Linked DNA regions of Mus musculus: region 1 is linked to region 2. Evidence: chromatin contacts called from public Hi-C data. All regions are on one chromosome and are shown on one strand. The core of a region is the stretch at or near the end of the contact, and the rest is flanking DNA. Distances in the headings are between cores, read along the strand shown. Region 1 overlaps Myrip (myosin VIIA and Rab interacting protein). Region 2 holds the start of Myrip (myosin VIIA and Rab interacting protein).

The links. A called contact is a pair of places that touch in the nucleus more often than the background predicts.
Region 1: a Hi-C map of cerebral cortex shows a contact between it and region 2, with 2.7 times the contacts expected there. The contact joins the enhancer-like site here to the promoter of Myrip in region 2. A contact is called at or near these places in 3 of 39 promoter capture datasets (embryonic stem cells, hippocampal neurons and stem cell-derived epiblast-like cells), 4 of 484 Hi-C or Micro-C datasets (cerebral cortex, cortical neurons, stem cell-derived neural stem cells and 1 more), 1 of 115 datasets of contacts at active chromatin or transcription factors (stem cell-derived neural progenitor cells) and 3 of 9 other capture datasets (adipose tissue, liver and pancreatic islet).

The regions. Positions count from the first base shown.
Region 1 is chr9:120,414,631-120,421,299 of GRCm38.p6, reverse strand. Myrip (myosin VIIA and Rab interacting protein) reads right to left here. Exons shown (of 17, transcript NM_144557.5): 4 at 4,024-4,160; 5 at 1,569-1,649. Among named protein-coding and RNA genes, the nearest start is that of Gm34159, 54 kb to the right of the region's middle. Within about 2 kb of position 4,484, at least 29 of the 459 cell types and tissues checked have an H3K27ac peak or open chromatin away from gene starts, as enhancers often do. A contact at or near this core is called in cerebral cortex and pancreatic islet, where this site is marked.
Region 2 is chr9:120,300,944-120,307,465 of GRCm38.p6, reverse strand. Myrip (myosin VIIA and Rab interacting protein) reads right to left here and starts at 3,393. Exons shown (of 17, transcript NM_144557.5): 1 at 3,266-3,393.

The sequences.
Region 1 (6,669 bases), core at 3,235-5,734, 110 kb before region 2:
GCAGTGCGCTCACTGACCGCCTCGGAGTCCATGCTACATCAGCCAAGGACCACGGGTCTGAAAGGGATGGTGTCTGTGTCTCTTTCTCTAATTTTAATCTCCTGTTGCCATTTATAATCTAGCCTTGTGTGATTAGCATATGCCAGTCGCCTGGGAGCTGCTGAGAGTTATCTGTGAAATGAGACAAGGTGTGAACGCATCTGCTCTTCATTAGTCACTAGCCAAGCTCGTTAGACTCCTGGAGACACTAATGTGGCCAGAATGGGGGATTTGGGAAATATAGTGAATTCTTTAAAACAAACGCAGCTAATGTCAAGGCAACTCAGGTAGAAGATGTGTGTCACAAGGTCTGGCTGACTGAATGTGTTTAATGTAAGCTTTAGTAAGAAGAGCTCATGAGGAGGACATGTAAAGTGTAAGTTGTCACCGCAAAGAGCTCCCTGGAGATGGCTGTTTCTCTCCCAACTGGCTTCTCTGATACTCATCAATATATTAAGATTATTCTATTTAAAATTATAATTTATGTTTATATGTGTGTATGTGTGTCTGTCTGTGTGTATATGTGTATGTGTGTCTGTCTGTGTGTATATGTGTATGTGTGTATGTATGTCTCTCTGTGTGTATATGTGTGTGTCTGTATGTATACGTGTGTATGTATATATGTGTTTATGTGTGTGTATAGTGTATGTATGTCTGTGTTTGTATGTGTGCATGTGTGTGTACATTGTGTGTATGTGTGTGTGTAGCATGAATGTGTGTGTATATGTGTGTGTACGTGATGTGTGTATGTGTGCATGTGTATACATGTATATGTTGTGTGTGTGCATGTTTGTATGTATGTATTTGTGTATATACATATGTGTGTATACATATGTGTATATGTGTGTATGTATGTGTGTATACATATGTGTGTATGTGTGTGCATGTGATATGTGTGTGGGGGTATGCCATAGCATATGTGTGGCAGTTAGAGGAGAACTTTCGGAGTCAGTTGTCTTCTCTACCATTGGTCCCAGGACTGAATTCAGGTCACTAGGTTTGGCTGCAGCATCTACAGAGCTGTCTCACCAATCCTGATGTAGTGTTTCACAACTAGCCTATATTAATTGTACATGCATACAATATACTTTAGCCATATCTTACCCACCAAAGCATTTTTAGGCCTCACATTCTCAGCAATTCCACTGAGTAATTCCACTGATCTAGGTTCGAGGCTAGTTGCCAGTGATGCCCTGGTAGACAGGATGAGTCCATAAACTCAGGCATTTTACAACTAGTGGCCAGGCAAGGCATTCGACCGGGCATGGGTGTGATGGGGATGGTTACCATGTCCCAGCAAGGGTTCTGATGCCATTCTGTAATTCTTGGATGAGGGTGTTGGCATAAAATGTAATGTTAGTAAATGGTGGAAATAGTCTCACACAGGAAGTGCAGGCTCCTGGCTTGATTATTGCCTTCCAACTCCAGAACTCTCGCAGGTCCCTCACAGCATGGCTGTGATCACAGCTAGCCCACTCCAGCCTCTGAGCCCTCCAACTTGTGAGCAGCGGTCAGCCAAGTGCCCTTACCTTCTGACTGCCTGTAGAACGTGGAGTCACTTCCTGAAATGCTCCCTTCATTCTCCAGGTTTGGTTCAAACAATCCTCCTCCTAGAGGAGAGAGTAACACGGCCGTGAGAGGTCTCTGATGAACATGGGTGGGATTGAGCCACTGAGCTGGTGGATCAGCCACACTGATGAAGCCTGCCTTGCAAATGGGTTCATGCTACAATGGTCCAGGATTTGACCTGCTGTTTTTCTCTCTGCACAATGGGTTTTGGTGCAATTGCAACCCCAACTTTCTTCCAGTATCTTCTGCTATGACTTGAGTATATTCAGTATCTTCTGCTATGACTTGAGTATATTTTCTCTCTAAACTCATGATGAGCTTCATCCTCAGTGTGATGATTTTGGAAGCGGCCCTAACAAGCGGTGACGAGACCAGGAGGATTAGTGTTTCCTGGAAGTGGAGTCACTCAAGAGTGGGCTTATTAGGAACGTCCCTGCCTCTTCTCTTGGTGTTTCATGTGTGACTTGCCTTTCTGTCTTCTGCTCTGGATAGCACAGCAAAATGGTCCTTAGCAAGGGGCTGGAGAGATGGCTCAGTGATTAAGAAAGCTTTCCTGCTATTCCAGAGGACCCAAGGTCAGGTCCCAGCACCCACATCAGGAGGCTCACAACCACTTCTAACTCCAAGAACCCACATCAGGAAATTCCCAACCATCTGAAACTCCAGCTCCAAAGGAACTGATAGCCTCTTCTAGATCTGTAGGTACTGCACTCATGCATACGCACATGCATTCACATACACTCGAGCGTATACACACACACACACACACACACACACACACACACACACACAGGGAGATGAAGGGAGAGAGAGAGAAAGAGAGAGGCTTCTCCAGCCTCTTAAACTTCCAGATAAATAGGCTTCTACTGTCTCCAAGTTGCCCAGTACTGTGTATTCTGACATAGCAGCCCACGTTCGTTTTTTTGGAGGTAGTATGGGGGAAGTGAGAAGCCATGGTGTGAGGACTGGAGAATGTGAGGCCAGTCTCTGGACCCGCACATCGCCTGCTGTGTCACCTTCAGCAAGTTACAACCCTCTCTAGCCCTTGACTTCTTGACCAGAAAAACAGGCACATAGATAGCACTCTGTTGTGTGAAGTGGCATCTCTTTATCTTTAGATGGGGCGTGGCAGCTACCCAAACAGTTGTCCGCACTAGTGGGTTAACTGCCCCCTTTCTCTATTGCAGAAGTGTCCCTAAGATGCAATCTGAGAAAGAAGCGAGCTAAGCCACCATATTTGATCTCATATGGCTGTTGCTTTTCTCAGCTAAACACCTTCCTGTGAAACTCGTAGGTGACACTTTCCAGGAGGACACAGACATTCTTGTCACTTTGCTAGGACACTGGGTTCCAAGTTTGGGAACTAGAACTCAGAATATGAGTTTGTGGGTGTACAAACTCTCAGGACATAGATCTGGTCTTTCAGTAGAACTCAGAATATGAAGAAATGGGTGTGTGCACTCTCAGGACATAGACCTGGTCTCTCATCTCCGCATAGAAATGACTTTCCAATGGTTTGTCATCAGGGAGTGATAGTTAAGAGTTGTTTCTAGGGGCTGGGCAGGTTTCTCAGTGGTCAGAGCACTGCTGCAGTAGTGTGAGGACCTGAGTTCAAATCCCCAGAACCAGTGTTAAAAACTAGGTGTTGCTTCACATAGGCTTGCAACTCTAGTGCTGTGGGCAGTGGAGACAGGAGGATTGGTTCCAGGTCAGTGGGAGACTCTGCATCAAGGGGATGAGAGAGTGGTAGGGAAGGGAACATCATGCTTTCTGTGACCTTTACATACATGTGCACAGATGCATGCACACGCTTGCGTGCACGAACACACAGAGGCGATTTATACCAGAAGGACCCATAATTAAAACACCCACAATTTGCTGAAACAGCTTGGCTTTCCAAACTCTCAACAAGTCTAGTCCAGTAGGAACGTTCACAGCCCATGAGCTGGGGCTGGAGAGAGGCTTAGTATAAAGTGTTTGCTGCTCAAGCTTGAGGACCTGAGCACAGCAGCATGTGCCTTCAATCCCAACACTGGTGGTGGCAGAGATAACGGAGGGACAGAGACAGGTGGGTCCCTGGGTCTCCCTCACCCGCTGCTCTAGTCTACTTGGTGAGTTCCAGGCCTGTGAAAGGCCCTGTCTCAAAAACAAGGTAGACAACTCTTGACCCTGGAAGCTGGCCTCTGGCCTTCTCATCCGAGTGCACACACGAACATGCACACCCATACACACATGCATTCACACACACCTGCACACACCCAAACAAAACGCTGAGTTAAAACCCGACACTCCGCCCTCTTTCCAGAACCTACTATTTAGACAAGTTTCTCTGTCTCTATGAAGAGGGTGGATCCCCTTCTTCCTCCTCTTACCCCCAGCCACCACCCCCTCCTAGAGCAGCAGGCACTCCGGTACCTAGGATGTCGAAGCAGGCACCGCTCTCCAGACGGTGTTTTCTGTACAGGTTCTTCAGGACCTTGGCACTGCCAAAGCGCTTGAAGCGGCTTTTCACATTGTTGTAGAACCACTCCAGAGACTGTGTCCTCAGAAGCCTGTTAGACAAGCAAATGTTAGACTGTAGAGTGGCGACAACCCTTGGCAGCCCCCTCCACAAGGAGGCATTTGCGTCTCAGTCGCCAGAAACTTTGGATACTTTGGGGAGCCTTCTATCTGTCACCATATGTATGGAGCCAGGCTGGCCTGCTCTGGGATAGAGACCTTTGGTGAGCCAAGCCCTGAGAGGTGAATCAGGTTATCGGCTACCAGCTGGCCAGAGATGCACAGGGGCCCCTGGGTGAGAAGCAGGACCCATCTGAATCTACCCAGTGAGCCAACAGATGCTTGCTATTTTAAGCCACTAAATTCTCTGTGGTTTATTAATGCAGAAAAGCTAACTCACAGAAACATCTGTTTAGCAGGAGGCTTTATAGTTGATATTCTTACTGTGTTATCAGCGCTTTTAATCCAGCTTGGGGAAATAAAAAGAACCAGTGAGCCGGCAAGAGGCTCCAGTCTCTCTTCAGTCAGCGTGAAGCACCATGGGAAGGCTATTTCCCAGTGAACAAGGCAGCCATGGTCAGTGTAGACAGTGGGAGTTTTCTTCATGTTTGGTGAGGACAGACTCTAAAGCCCTTGCATCTGAGGAACAGCGTTTTGTAATGTTTCTCACTGTGAATATAAAAATACACACTCCCTTTGGAAAATTCAGAGAAAGAATATAAAGATTTCCAAAGGAAAAGGAAAAAAAAATCCAAATTCAACCAAAGAACAAACAACCATGAGGCCTGAGTGTGGACACCACACTTGGGTTCGTGCCTTGAAGTCTGAGTCACAGAAGCGCCCGCAGAGTAACCTTCCTTATTGCAAGTTAGGCCTTTTGCTCAGTTCAGAGATGAAGCAACAGGAAGCCCCATGGAGCAAAGTATCAGAAGAAAACTGTAAAATAACCATCATGTTTCCCTTAAAAAACCTACCACTTAGCAGCACACCAAAATGCAAAGCCCTCCAGTGAGCTAGTTGTGTGAGCGCTTTTCTAATTTCTGTTTACATGGCATGACTCTGCTGGTAAACATTGTCTTTTCATTCCAAGGCAGACTAGAATCCTAGTTCATGCTTAAGAGCAGCATTGAGAGACTTAGAATCTCATTAAAACCTCACCTAAGAATGCCAGACTGACCTGGGTTGACTGGATTTAAACAGCACAGTTTTGAGGAGGCAGGAGCTGCCTGCAAAGAATTCTGCTCAGGCCCCAGTTGCTAGTGATGTAGCCAGGTGTCCTAGAACCCCACTCCAGCAAGGCAGGGCACCTTGCAAAATGAAGCCCCACGGATTTCCCGGGGGGGGGGGGGGGGGCGGGGGGGGGGGTCCGGGACTGGTCCTGGGGCCAGCAGGAGGAGTGGCTCGAGTGGCACCAGCGCCACCTAGGGGTCTGGTAGGAAAGTGTAGTCTGGAAGGAAGGCTTGGCTCAATTCCAGTTCTGCTGATCTCACTGCTTCCCAGGTGATCAACAGCACAATCGCCACCTAGAGGCATGGTGAGGAAACACAACCCCAGCCACCTACTATCCTCTCAGCATTGCTGGGTTAAAATTTGTGTTTAAGCAAAATTCTCCATAGGGCATCAAAGCTTGGTGACCAGGGGCCTAGCAAAATTTACTGGGTGTTTTTAAAAGTAGAATGATAACCTTGTTTTAAACTTGAATGGTAAAAGACAGAGCGAGTAACTCATGTCACCCCCATTTCTAAGGTCAATGAACCAGACTGGGTAACACACAACTATAAAGATTAACATAATAATTGAAACCAAACTCTCAAATGCAGGTCCAGTTGTTATAAGAAAATGACGTCAAGTCTTTGCAATCAGCTAGGTTCTCCAAATGGCCCGTAATGGTGGTGTTATACTAACATTGCTTCTCTGATAAAATTAAAGAATGCCGTACTTAAGACTCACGCCCAGATTCAAGCCTGTGTCCACGACACACAGCTAAGAAAGCAGAAACAAGCGGAACTGAATGGAGACTGAAGTCTGCAGGCCTGAAAAGTATTTGCTTCCGGGAGAGAGGAAACATTTCTGTGGATTGCTTTGCACCGTTGAAGAAGTTCTCTTGTCCCCCCAGAACGTGACTAGCACTGGGCTGCATTTTGTCATTTTCTACTGGTGTGACTGAGAGCTAGCTACTGTCTTACTTAACATGGATATTGGTGAATATGGGGACAAATTTTATAAGACACATATCTGGCCTAATGTGCTGACAAACCAATTACAGACTTTGGATATATATAATAAGAACCAGAAAATGGTAAGTTTTTTTTTTTCCTCTAATGAATTAGAAGGGAAAGATGAAAAAAAAAAAAACAACCCAAGTTGCTTTCTCCTACAGAGACCCTGGTAAAAGCCAGCTAAGAGGCCTTTGATCATTCACTGAAGCCCCAAAGCCCAGAACAAGCATCAGCTGTGATGCTAGTGTGCAGCCACAGGTTTCCCTCCGGGCCACCTTCTTCTGCCAGCAGAGCCTAAGGAGCCCAGAACTCCCTGGCTGGGCCTGTCACCTGCCGATATCAA
Region 2 (6,522 bases), core at 2,144-4,643:
AAAACTCACCATAGATAGTGCTCTGTGAAAGAAGCCATTTGGCCTTATGAAAGAGAACCTTCAAACTGTTGGGGGATTCTAGGTTGATATATAACACACATACCTAGCCAAGCTTTCTTTAATACCCCAAGGATGTGCCACCATAGTTCCACAGGACTGAGGAAAAGGCAGCATTGGCCCAGATCACAAAACAGCTCCCAAACCCCAGATGGAGTCTATCCATGGACTTAGTAGTAGGGACCAAAAGGGGCCTTCCGATCAGAGAGCAGAAAACATTATTTATGAACATTATTTGTTTCTGGAGATCCTGGGCTGTTGGATTTTATCCCTGTCGTGATGGTGGGTGTCTGGGTTCTCCAGCTAACATGTGGCCACTATGAGGCAACAGCCCCAACAGGTCGTAGATGAGTTGAAATGTTATGATTCCATCCAACTTTTGACTTTGAGGAATTAGAAATAAAGCCATTCATATTTTTCATTTATATCACACCACTTAAGATGAGAGAGAGATACAGGGAGTAAACTGAACCCCACTGCTATACCCGGGGTCTCCCATCACCCCAATCAAAGAACACTGATCATTCGTGGATGGGGGACAGCCAACCCAGAGCCTAAGATGAGACTTTTTCTACTAGTTGTCTGCCGTAGATAAAGGACTCTTGGTTTGAGCTCGATAAAAAGGAAGGTTTAAAAAAAAATTAAGCCAGAGATGGCTCACACCATTAATACCAGTACTCCAGAGTCTGAGGCAGGGGAACACCACAGGTTTGAGTTCAGCCTGGACTATGTAGAGAATCCCATGAACCCTGAGCTATAGGTAAGACACTGTCTTAAAGGACATAGAACTAGGAAGCTCTTATTTCAGCTTGATAGGCAAATGATGGGATAAAGATGAAGTGAATGTTGCCTGGCCAAACTAAACAAGGTGATAGCTGCCTCTGGGGCTGCTGCCTTTCATGAGTTACAGGGAAACTACGAAGCTTTTTGTTCTTAGTCTGGACACCAGATACACAGGTGTGGCTTGTCTATTAAAATCCATCAAATATACACTCTAAATATTTACTCACTTTATTTTGTTTTATCTGTGTATACATGCCTGGGTGTATATATGTGTGCCATGTGTGTTCTGTGCCTGCAGAGGTCAAAATAGGATGTCAGATTCCCTGGAACTGGAGTTACAGATGGTTATTTGCCAACACACAGGTGCTGAGAATCGAACCCAGGTCCTCTGCAAGAGCAGCCAGTGATCTTAACTGCTGAGCTGTCTGTCCAGCCCTAAATATACACTTTTGAGCTATAAAACTTTTTGTAATTATACTTTAATAACATGTTAAGACAAATTGACCAAGGGCTGAAGACCTTGAGTTCTGCTTTCCCTGAATACCAACTCACTGTCATGTTTTCTTACCCCACTCCCCCACCTCACCACCACCTCACCACCACCTCACCACCACCCCACCCCACCCCGGACATGATCTACAAGACTGCTAGTTTAACACCAGATGTGGCTAGCAGGACATTTTCCCAAACTCGAGTGAATTCCATCCTTCCCTCTCCCACACAGAAAGATAAAATCCAGATCTCAAAAGACTCCTGCCACAGACATCATCTTCAGAGAGACATACATGCTTGACTATATATACACACACATGCCCAGAAACAACCATACACCACGAGGGGGGAGGAGGAGGGGAGGCAATTTCTCCTTAGACCTCCAGAGAGTCCCCAGCTAAAGAGACACAACTTCTAGTTCAGAGGCACCCCCTCCATAGGTGGGGGGAAGATCAGGAAAACAGCTACCCACTGGATTCCAATCTGAAGATGGAAAGCAGTCTTCAAAGCTTTACCAAAACTAAATATCTCTAGAAAAAGATATTTAGATCTGCAAACAGGGTCCTGATGTTGCTGTCAAATCCTTGAAATCACCTCATTTCCATACCACTCCTCCCGAAAGATCCCTTACAACATCTTCCCTCTACCTGGTACCACAACCCCAGCGCTTTTTCACACCGTACCCCGGGAGCCCCAGGAGCGGGGAGGTGGGGGGGAGAGAAAGAAAGAAAGAAATAAAAAAAAAAACGCCTGTCAATTATCCCAGGACTATGTGTAACAGTGTCATCACTGAGTATCAAAACTGCAGCTGGAGGTCAGAGGGTGAGAAGGACATGTGGGAACAGGGAAATGGCAGGGCAGGAGGAACAATCTCTCTCCCGTCCCTGGGAAAGTCTCAAGATAATAAACAAAATGTATATTATAGGTAAGGGGTGGGGCGGATAGAAATGTAGTCCATTTTCAAGGAATTTTAGCGGATGGGAGAGATCTTCAGAGAAAGCTGCTTTTCGGTGTGTCAGCTCCCTCCCTTTGGTGTGTCTTGGAAGAGTGGCTGGGACACACGTCCTGAGGACAAGGTTTATTTGGGAGACCAGAAGCCAAACACAGTCTATGTAAGCCCTGGCGCTTAGCAGAGTCCTCGACTCCACACTCTGCAGAAACATCAGTCAATTGAGTGACTAGAAGAGGATGGAACCTCGGATGCGGCAACTGTGAGCGTTCCCACCACACAAATGCTCCACAGCACGCTCACACGGAAGACAGCCAGACGTTAACCACCCCCCCACCCCCCGAAACCGCTATTGAGACCCTGCGGATGAGCTCGAAACCTCAACAAGTCTCCTGTCTTTGAAGATAGGAGGAACCGAGAAAGAGAGCAGGACGAAGGAACACCTCGCCCAGTGCCTGCCTCACCAGCGCACCTCTCCTCCTCAGGCAACCCGGGGCTGAGCCCAGACGCAGTCTGCCTTGGGGGTTAACGCTGTGCCCTGGCCATGACCTTCGGCGAGTACCTAATTAGCCCCATTTTACAAACATTAAGAGTCTAAAAGAGTCACGTGGTCCATGCTGGCCAGCTGCCGGGTGCGCACCGGGTGGTTTGAGGCGCCCGCCGGTGCGCGGATCCCTTAGCAAGGTGCGCGGCGCACCGCATCCCGAGCGCTACGTGGCCATCGGGGAAACGCAGGGGTCAGCTCCCGCCCCCGTAGCCACGGAAAGAGGCGGATCTGACTCTGTCGAGGCTAAGTCCAAGACCCCACCGTCCCCTCCGCACAGGCAGGCTGGCCATGTCCCGCAGCCCTGGCCCCAGACGCGCACCAGGTGCGGGGGACCGCGCGCGCGACATCTTCAGACACCCACCCCAAAAGTTGCGGCAACGTGGCAGGGAAGCATGGCATCGAGCTGCGGGCGCGGAGGGGAGAGCTGGAGGACTCACCCGGGGTGGCCGGCCTGGAGTGGGTCCGCGGCGGAGCTCATGGATGGCGGCCAGGCTCACAGCCACCGCGCCTCGGATGGCCCCGGGTCACCTGCCGCAGCCTGCGTCCAGCGCGCGATCCCGAGGCTGCAGATCGCCGGTGCGCCCGAGCTGGGGCCGCAGTCACAGCGGGAGCCGGGCAGCGCGGGCAGGACGAGGGCGCGCGGCGCGAGGGAGGCGCCCGCTCCAGGCTCCCAGCCAGCGCCAGCCCAAGCCACTGCGGCCGCCGCCACCTGCGGGCCCCGCTGACCGCCAATCACAGGCGCCCGGGGCGGCGGCGCGTGCGGAGGCGGGGCGGGGGCGCGTGCGGGGCGGCTGGCGGGAGCGGCGGCGACACCAGCGCGCCTGCGCCGGGACACCGGCCGCCTACCCCGCGGGTTCCTCGCGAGCTCCCCGGGTGCGCGGGTGGCACGCGCCGGGAGGGGCGGGGCGCATAGGGAAGAGGCGGGGCTGGGGCTGCGCGCACCCGGGTCGTTGCGGGCTGCGGCGCAGTGCGGTGCGGGGGTCGCGATCGTGAGCACCCCTACTCAACCAGCCCTAGCTTCAGGTCATCCCTAGTATTGAAGTCAGGCTCTGCATCCTTGGAGACCCGCCCGCTTGAAGGATGGGTCACCGCAACCTGGGCCTTCTTAGTCCTAGGAACAGCGCGACCTGCTGGCTCCAGCCTCACCAAAGACTCGTGGCCCGCCTGCATCAACATCTTTCACTTCACTGCCCCCCACCCCAAGGTATTTTTAAGGCACCGTTGTGATTCCGGTCTGGATTACGTTCTTCTCCAGGGAATTTACTGAGCTAGCCACGCTCGCTCATTCAACACACACTGACTACCTCGCACTTGGCTCAGGGGGTTCTAATCCTGTGTGCGCCCCCATAACCGCTGCACCTCTGGGATAGTGAGTCCTGGAATACTGCCAGTGAGGAGTGCTCTGGGGCGCGTGCTTGCAGTCCATGGTCCCCAAAGGATGACAAGGAGTTGAGATTGTCCTGCAATCTAGGGCCGCACTTGCTCATCCAGCAAGCCCAGGGCCCCGGATATTGAGACCAACTACTTAAGCCTCAGCAGCGTCGACTGGGGAACACCTGTCAGTGTCAACTGCCTGGCAGCAGCGACTCCGTCAGAATAAAGCTTCTATAGCGCTACGGCGGTGATTTCAAAATCTAAATCTCAGTTCTAAATCTCATAGGTCAATGAGCTGAGGTCGTGTCCTATGTAAATGCATGCAAGGTAGATGGGGGGGGGGGGAAGCGCCTTTGCGGAGCAACGAGGGAGGAAAATTAAGAACGTGTAAGGCATTAAATTGGTTTCTCTAAAGAAACGGTTTCCTCCCTTGAGGGATTTTTAAACTGCTAAAATGAAAGAAAGCTTATTTTGTGTACATTTTACTTATTTTCCGTTCTAAATCTGTTTATGTAGGCCCGGTTAGTATCCACACAGTCCAACATTCAACCGTTCACAAGACTCCCTCCTACCTTTGTCTGCCAGTGTCTCAGCTCCTGCCACTGAGCACAACCAAAGTGTGCTCTCTCTGGGGGAAAGCTATGTGTTATGATTGTGATGATCAATTGCAACTGTCAACTTGAGACAAACTAGAACCACCTACGAGGTGGTCCTCTGGGCATTCCACCGCAGGATTATCTTGATTATGGGGAGACCCGTCAGCTGTGGGCGGCACCATCCCCTAGGCTGGAATTACAAGATTCCAGGACTGAGTTCAGTCTTCTGTTTCCCAGAGTGCATGTTACATCACCCAACAAAATCCCCCTGCCCTGGGCTGGAGAGATGGCTCATGAGTTAATAGCACGGTCTGCTCTTTCAGAGGACCAGAGTTTGAGTCCCAGCACCCACATGTCAGATCACAACTATCTGTAACTCCAATTCCAGGGAATCCGAAGCCTTCTGACCACATGAAGAAGGCGTGCAAATAGCAGGCAGACCTATATACAGGCAAAATACTCATAAAATAAAAATAAAATACCTATGTACTTCTTGAACAAATCCAGTCTGTACGCACTGTAAAGGCTGCAATGATTTTTAAATATTTATTGTATGTGTTCATGGGCATTCAGATGCCAAGGCATGCACGTGGAAGTGTGAGGTTTTGAATGAAAGTGGCCCCCATAGGCTCATAGGGAGTGGCACTATTAGGAGCAGTGACCATGAAGTAGGTATGCCCTTGTTGGAGGTGTGTCCCTGGAGGTGGGCTTTGAGGTTTCTGAAGCCCAAGCCAGGCCCAGTGTCACTCTCTTTTCCCGTTGCCTGTGGATCCAGATGCAGAGCTCTCGGCTACCTCTCCAGCACCATGTCTGCCTGCACACCACCATGCTTCCTGCCACTACAGTAATGGACTAAACCTTTGAACCTGTAAGCCAGCCCTAGTTAGATGTTTTCTTTTGTAAGAGCACCCATGGGTATGGTGTCTTATCCAGCAATAGAAACCCTAAGGAACTAGACAACATTTGAGAGTTGGTTCTTGTCTTAGTCAGGGTTTCTATTCTTGCACAAACATCATGACCAAGAAACAAGTTGGGGAGGAAAGGGTTAATAAGCTTACACTTCCACATTGCTGTTCATCACCAAAGGAAGTCAGGACTGGAACTCAAGCAGGTCAGGAAGCAGAAGCTGATGCAGAGGCCATGGAGGGATGTTACTTACCGGCTTGCTTCCCTTGGCTTGCTCAGCTTGCTTTCTTATAGAACCCAGGATCACCAATCCAGGTGTGACACCACCCACAATGGGCCCTCCCACCCCTGATCACTAATTGAGAAAATGCCTTACAGCTGGATCTCATGGAGGCATTTCCCCAAGGGAGGCTCCTTTCTCTGTGATAACTTCAGCTTGTGTTAAGTTGACACACAAAACCAGCCAGCACAGTTCTCTTCTTACAGCATGTGCAAAGATTAAATGCTAGGTCACCAGGTACCCTTTATCACTGAGCCATCTCAAGGAACAAAGACTGGGGTATTCCAACAGTTTGTAAGCCAAGAAGATGAGATGGGCAGGGTGGTGAAAACCAGCCAGTGTTTACCTCTTGCACCTGCCCCCTTACTGGGGATTCACACCCCCTTGCTGGGGAGCCACGCCCCCTTGCTGGCCAACAGGGAGCCACTTTACCTCTCAGGGGGCCTTTGCAAATTCTCTGACCTCTAGGAACACACATTCACACATACACACATTTACATACATATACACACATATTCACACTCACACACATATACAC